Regions from separate parts of the Mus musculus genome. Here region 1 is linked to region 2. The links are chromatin contacts, called in public Hi-C maps. All regions are on one chromosome and are shown on one strand. Each heading gives the region's core, a stretch centred on a gene start, on an enhancer-like site or on the middle of the called end of the contact. The rest is flanking DNA. Distances are from core to core; before and after follow the strand shown. Region 1 holds the start of Donson (downstream neighbor of SON). Region 2 holds the start of Rwdd2b (RWD domain containing 2B).

Evidence for each region. Hi-C and Micro-C count contacts between places; a contact is called where the count stands out from the background.
Region 1: a contact with region 2 is called in a Hi-C map of B cells, with 5 read pairs. The contact joins the promoter of Donson here to the promoter of Rwdd2b in region 2. A contact is called at or near these places in 1 of 39 promoter capture datasets (pre-B cells) and 1 of 484 Hi-C or Micro-C datasets (B cells).

Annotation. Positions count from the first base shown.
Region 1 is chr16:91,687,413-91,690,310 of GRCm38.p6, forward strand. It overlaps Donson (downstream neighbor of SON), which reads right to left and starts at 1,316. Exons shown (of 10, transcript NM_021720.1): 1 at 995-1,316; 2 at 383-463. The coding sequence starts at 1,300. Cryzl1 (crystallin, zeta (quinone reductase)-like 1) reads right to left here. Exons shown (of 13, transcript NM_133679.2): 13 at 1,910-2,503. The coding sequence ends at 2,404. It overlaps Gm10785 (predicted gene 10785), which reads left to right and starts at 1,486. Exons shown (of 6, transcript NR_040389.1): 1 at 1,486-1,868.
Region 2 is chr16:87,439,226-87,442,106 of GRCm38.p6, forward strand. It overlaps Rwdd2b (RWD domain containing 2B), which reads right to left and starts at 1,367. Exons shown (of 5, transcript NM_016924.2): 1 at 1,212-1,367.

The sequences.
Region 1 (2,898 bases), core at 66-2,565, 4.2 Mb after region 2:
TTCACTCCAGTGAGACAGCTCTAAGTGTACAGCATCATGTCCCATGTAATTCATGGAATTCCTGGGGATCCAGCCCTGAGGTCTTTGAACATTAGGCAAGCATTTTACAAACTGAGGTTCAGTCCCAGACTTTGAATTCATTCCTGGAACTCATTTTTTCAAGAGAAAAGCTTTTGAGAAGTATGTTTATTAGAATATACATTATATTCAGCCCTTTGAAAGTATTTCCTAGAGTGAGCCATTGAGATGGCTCAGAAGGTAGAGGCACTTGCTTCTGGCCTGCCTGACAACCTGAGTCCAATCCTTCTACTCACACAGTGGAGGGACTGGCCTCTACACACACAATTGTGGCACAAACTAGAAATGTAATTTTTAAAAGTACCTGGGACAGTTCCGTGCCAGTTCTTTCATGAGATGATGTGTCCTCCCACAGCAAGTTATTTTCTTCATTAGAATCTAGAAGCTGAGGTTAAGAAAAGAGTGGTCCTTTTAAAACCTAAGCGATGAGGGAATGTGAACTATGTAAGGGCTCACCTGGCACACCAGGTTCTCAGGAGAGTGAGTGGGAGCTCACATCCATACAGTACCATGTTTCATTGCAGATTTGTGCCTGAACTTATCTAAACGGGAGGAAAGGCCAGACTTTGACGCATTTAATAACTGATACAAAAATCTTAGACCAAAAGTTCCAAAAAAGCTTTATGAGTAAAACCAACATTTGTAAATTCTGACCCGATTTATCTTCAACAGTCCACAGTAATTTCAAGTGCCTGAGAAAAAGGTCTTGAAAGGATGGTGAGAAGGCAGATTCTGTGGCTTTCCATCACAGTTCGGAGGACTATTCGAGCCACCTTCCTGGGTATCCATCCCTAAGTCCTTCTTACAGGAGAGGGCAGCCACCCCCTCCCCCGCCCCAGCTCAGGACATCAGCCTGCGGCGGCTGTTCGCGCCCATTCCCACCCCTGACGCCCGGCTGCGGGACGCGGAGACTCACCGGGCCCGACGCCCCCTGAGGACCGCGGAGCGGCTCTTCGCTGGCCTCGTCCGAGACTCGCGGCCGGTTGTCCAGGCGAGCGAAAGGGTTCCTGCGGGCGATGGTCGCGGCGGCGCCTCCTCTGCCGCCGGCGGTCGGGAAGGGGCGCAAGGGCAGCCCAGCCGCCAGCGCGGCGCGGCGGGGCGCGGGCTCCGGCAGTGAGGCGGGCACGGCGGCACCATGGTCCCGAGACCTTTTCCGGCGGAGCCGCACGGTCTCAGGCGGCCTCTTGAAGCTAGGCGAGTAGCCGGGCACCGAGACAGCCATTGCGCAGCACCGAGGCAGCTCCGCAGCCCTGCCGGGGCTTCCCGCGCGCCCCGGCCCCGCCCAGACCCCGCGCTGCTCACGGACTGGAGGCTCCTGAGGCCCCGCCCCGCCACGGGCCCGCCCCGACGGAGCATGCGTGCCAGGCCGTGCCGCCCCGCCCAACAGATTTCCCGGTGGCCGCTTCCGGCCGGGCGCGCGCAGCTCGCGGCTCTCCTGCTGCGAGGTCGGCGTCGCTGAGAACGCGACGGCGGCGCGCGGCACCCGGTAGGGCTCGGAAAAGGGATTAACAGTACCAACTCGGCAGCGGGCGTAGTGTCAGCCCCGGGTACGGAGCATGAATGCACAGCAAACAACACATTGATTGGTGGTGATGGGCAGTTACTTCTCTCCGTGAGAAGCCGCAATATCATTCTGAGAGAGACGGTGATGGGCCGAGCTCAACACAGTACCCACGAGGGGGAAATGTCCGCCAGCTTCAGGCTAGCCGCAGGCCAACTCTTCCACCCTTGTCCCCAGTGCCCGACCACCGCAGCCCTCTATGCAAATGCCGTCACTACTACAGGACCAGGTACTATGATTCCGTATGATCTCGGAGAAATTCAGAGTGAATGAATATTTAAAAACATTTTAAATGCCAGTGGATTAGATACTTTGAAGTCGGAAAGTACAAATGCTAAAATAATGGCATCAACGGTTTGTTAAGGAAGGTGTTGAGAATGAAGTTGATAACAAAATCAAATGACGTTTGGTATAGCAAAAGCATGTGACAGATGTATTTGCTAGAATAGTGTAGCTTTTGCTGAAAGCAGTTTTCTTAATGGAAAGAATTTTATAGCAGAGGCAAAGTGTACAGATACAATAACTAAAAGAAGCTTTTGGAATGTCCCCTTCAGATGGTAAAAAAATTATCTGGATTGTTTGCACATTAATTTTGGAAGTATTTTTCAAATATGTCAAATAACCAAACATCTTACTGTGGCAGGAAAACAGGCTTAAAAATATAAAATCTTGCTTTATCGTCCTTGGTTTTTCTCAACAATTTCCAAAGAAAACTGGCTTCCCCCACTGGTGTGGGTGCATCCGACTGAGATCAGGGAAGAGAATTAAAATTGAACGACTTGCTTTTTTCTTTCTTGATTTTTCTGAACAACTTCCATGGAAACCTTTGCCTCATACAGTGGGATGGGCTCATCGAGCAGAGGCCTGAGGAGGGAAATGATTCGAGATGTCAGGCACAGGCACAGAGGAGCACAGCACGCAGGATGCAGTAGACCACACATTTGCTTATTTTCCTTTATCTAACACAAGCAGCTCGAGCCTTTAATCCCAGCACTGGCGAGGCAGAGGCAGGTGAACCTCTGCAAGTTGCTGGTCAGCCAGCCTGAGCTAGATAGCTATCTTAAAAAGAAAAATCCAAACAGAAATTACAAATGCATTCATTAATATTTCTGTGGCTTAAAGAAGTAGTAATTTCCCCCCTTTTCTTTCTTTTTTAAAACTGGGTTTGTCTTGTTAGCTAGCCCAGTATGGCCTCAGACTCATGACTCTTAGCCTTCCAAGTGCCTTGAATACAGCTGTGTGCCACAACACTGGGCTAA
Region 2 (2,881 bases), core at 117-2,616:
AAACAAACAAATATTATAAAGCCGTTAAAATAAACACTGTGGGTGTTTGTTTGTTTGTTTGTTTGTTTTGGAGACAGGGTTTCTCTGTGTAGCCCTGGCTGTCCTGGAACTCATTCTGTAGACCAGGCTGGCCTCGAACTCAGAAATCCACCTGCCTCTGCCTCCCAAGTGCTGGGATTAAAGTGCTGCCTCCCACTGCTGGCTGCTAAAAGAAACATTGTTACTAATGTTCATGAATGGCTACCTTAAAACTGTAAAGGAAACAACAAAACATTGTTATAATTATCGGTTGTCACCTTTTTACAGAGTTTTGGATCACAGCCAGGGCCTGGTACCTGATCACACGTACATGAGAAAAGTCAGAAAAGGAATGTAGCAAGCAGTTGATAGTCAATTCAACAAAACTGAGAGATGGCTTCTGCGTCCTAGTTTATACACCTTCAGACTCTACACAAAAGATTCAGTCCCCATTTCTAAACTGGGAAGAATATGGCTGATGTGAAAACTGGGTAAGAATGTGTGGCCAGTCAGGCAGTGGTGGCACATGTCTTTAGTCCCAGCACTCAGATGGATCTCTGAGTTCAAGGGCAGCCTGGTCTACAGAGTGTATACCAGGACAACCAGGAAGGGATACACGGAGAAATCCTGTCTAGGAAGAACAAAAACAAAAACGTGTGGCATCAATGCTTAAAAAGATGGGTGGATTGCCAGCTGTAGTAGCACAGGTCCTTAATTCCAGTACTTGGGAGGCAGAGGTAGGGATTATCTCAGTGAGTCCGAGGTCAGCCTGGTCTACATAGTACACTGAAAGTTCTTTGCTAAAGTTACATGGCTTCAGTAAAATTTGCTTAGCTTTAGAGAAAATCTCATTGAGGTAGGGGCGGGTCATTCATGTTTCCGTGTGTACACATATACATACACACGCACAGAGATACACACACACACACACACACACACATGCCTTTGTCTCCGGAGAGCTGAGAGAAGCCACAGCCCCCATAGGATTATTTAAGGAGCTAAACCTAAACTCAGGTACCCAAGAGTTAACGCAGATACCCCGCACGCAGGCGCAGAATGTGGGCGGAGCCAGGAAACACCGAAGACGGTTCTGACCAATGGGCGGAAGTGCTGCTCCAGCGACCGCCCATTCGAGCCCCCATGGAAACATGGCCTTCATTCCGCTTAGCAAGGGCATCCAGTGCCACACTCACCCAGAGCTGGGGCTCCCGCACTGGCGACACCCCGGGGCCGGACGCGCTCGCAGCTCAGGTCTCACCCCAGAGAGAGAAAGGGAACGGCGCGATCTTTGAACCCTTCTTGCGGGAAGCCAGCGAGCGCTTTGCGGGCCGGCGCCTGCGCGTGAGGACGCAAGTCCCGGAAGCAGGAAGCTCCTCTCTTCTTGCTTAGCGTTCACGTCTGGAGCAGCGAAGGGGTGCTTTGACCCCCGCCGGTTGCTTTCTGGTCCTGGTTTTTATTCTTAATATTTCACCATCCCGGACTCATTGTCTTCCTGGGGACCGGGGCTGTGGCGGTGATACAGGACTGGCAAGGAATGCCAGCCAGCAGACAAAGAACAGATCCTCTTCTGCAGGTGGCAGGACTTTAATGCCTAATGCGTCTAGAAAAGAAGTATTTAATAGCTGACAGTCTTGTCATTCTCTTTTCTATACGTGACCCGTCCCTACAGAGAGAGAGAGAGAGAGAGAGAGAGAGAGAGAGAAATTCCAGGCTTAGGAAAGTGTTTGGTAGTTGCATTTTAACTAGGCTAGAAGTAAAACTCTGAGAGATTAAGTATGGTCTTAATCTCTTATTCCTACCTAACAACACTTTCCTAAGTAAGTGCTAGAGAAAAGCTCGGGGTCTCAAACAGGCCACCACTCCAACTGACGCCCCCGGGGACAAGGCAAACTTTAGTTGATCAAGTGGGCGCTCTCAGGAAAACGTGGACACAGATAGGAAATGCATTTGGTTTTGTTGGTGGTTGGCTGGTTGGATTTTTTTTATGAGGCAGTGTTTCCACGTGTAGCCTTGGCTATCCTGGAACTCTCCCTGTCGGTCAGGCTGGCCTCTGCCTCTGTCTCCACCGCCTACCAATGCATTTGGCTTTTATTTTAGCTCAGGTGGTGACTGCCTTTCCCCACTAGTTGGTGCCATACCTGGAAGTCTTAATTCAGTTTAGCTAGTCTGAAAATAATTGGTACATAGAACATGAAGGAGGGGGCGGTGGTGCACACTTTTTAATCCCAACGTGAGGGAGGCAGAGGCAGACTCAGGCACAACTCTGAGTTTGAGGCCATCCAGCCTGGTCTACAGAGTGAATTCCAGGATAGCTAGGATTACACCGGGAAAAAAAAGAGAAGGAAAGCGTTAGGGAAAAGGGTCACTGTTTTGAGGAGAGAAGGGTTACACTACTCTAGGTGATCAAATTACTGGGAAAGAGGGCTTTGCCATTTGTGTAAACAGGTTTAAACTGGAGGGCAGCGTCAAGCCTTAACGAGGTGGGAGAGAAAACTATTTGAATTCCTTGTTGGTTCTAAACACAAGTTTTATGTTATTTGCTAGGAGATGCATCTGATATTTCTTTCAGCAGGTTTGTTAATCATCAAATTAATGTGAAGCTTGCTGTTGTCCCTTCTTCAGGAGCCTTGCAGGCTGTGTTGAGTGGAGCCAACATAGGTCCACTGGAGCCATTGTTAACTGAGAATGTGGGCAGATATGGATTAGACAGTGGTGGAGATAATTCCAAATCCTGGGTTTCTAGAACCTTCCCTCTTGTGGCACTTCTTGTCTCTAAACCAGAGAGCAGTAAGACACTAAAATCGTGAGCAGGTAACTAATGTTAACCACCCTGGCTTTAAGTGGTCTTGGCTGGTAACCACGC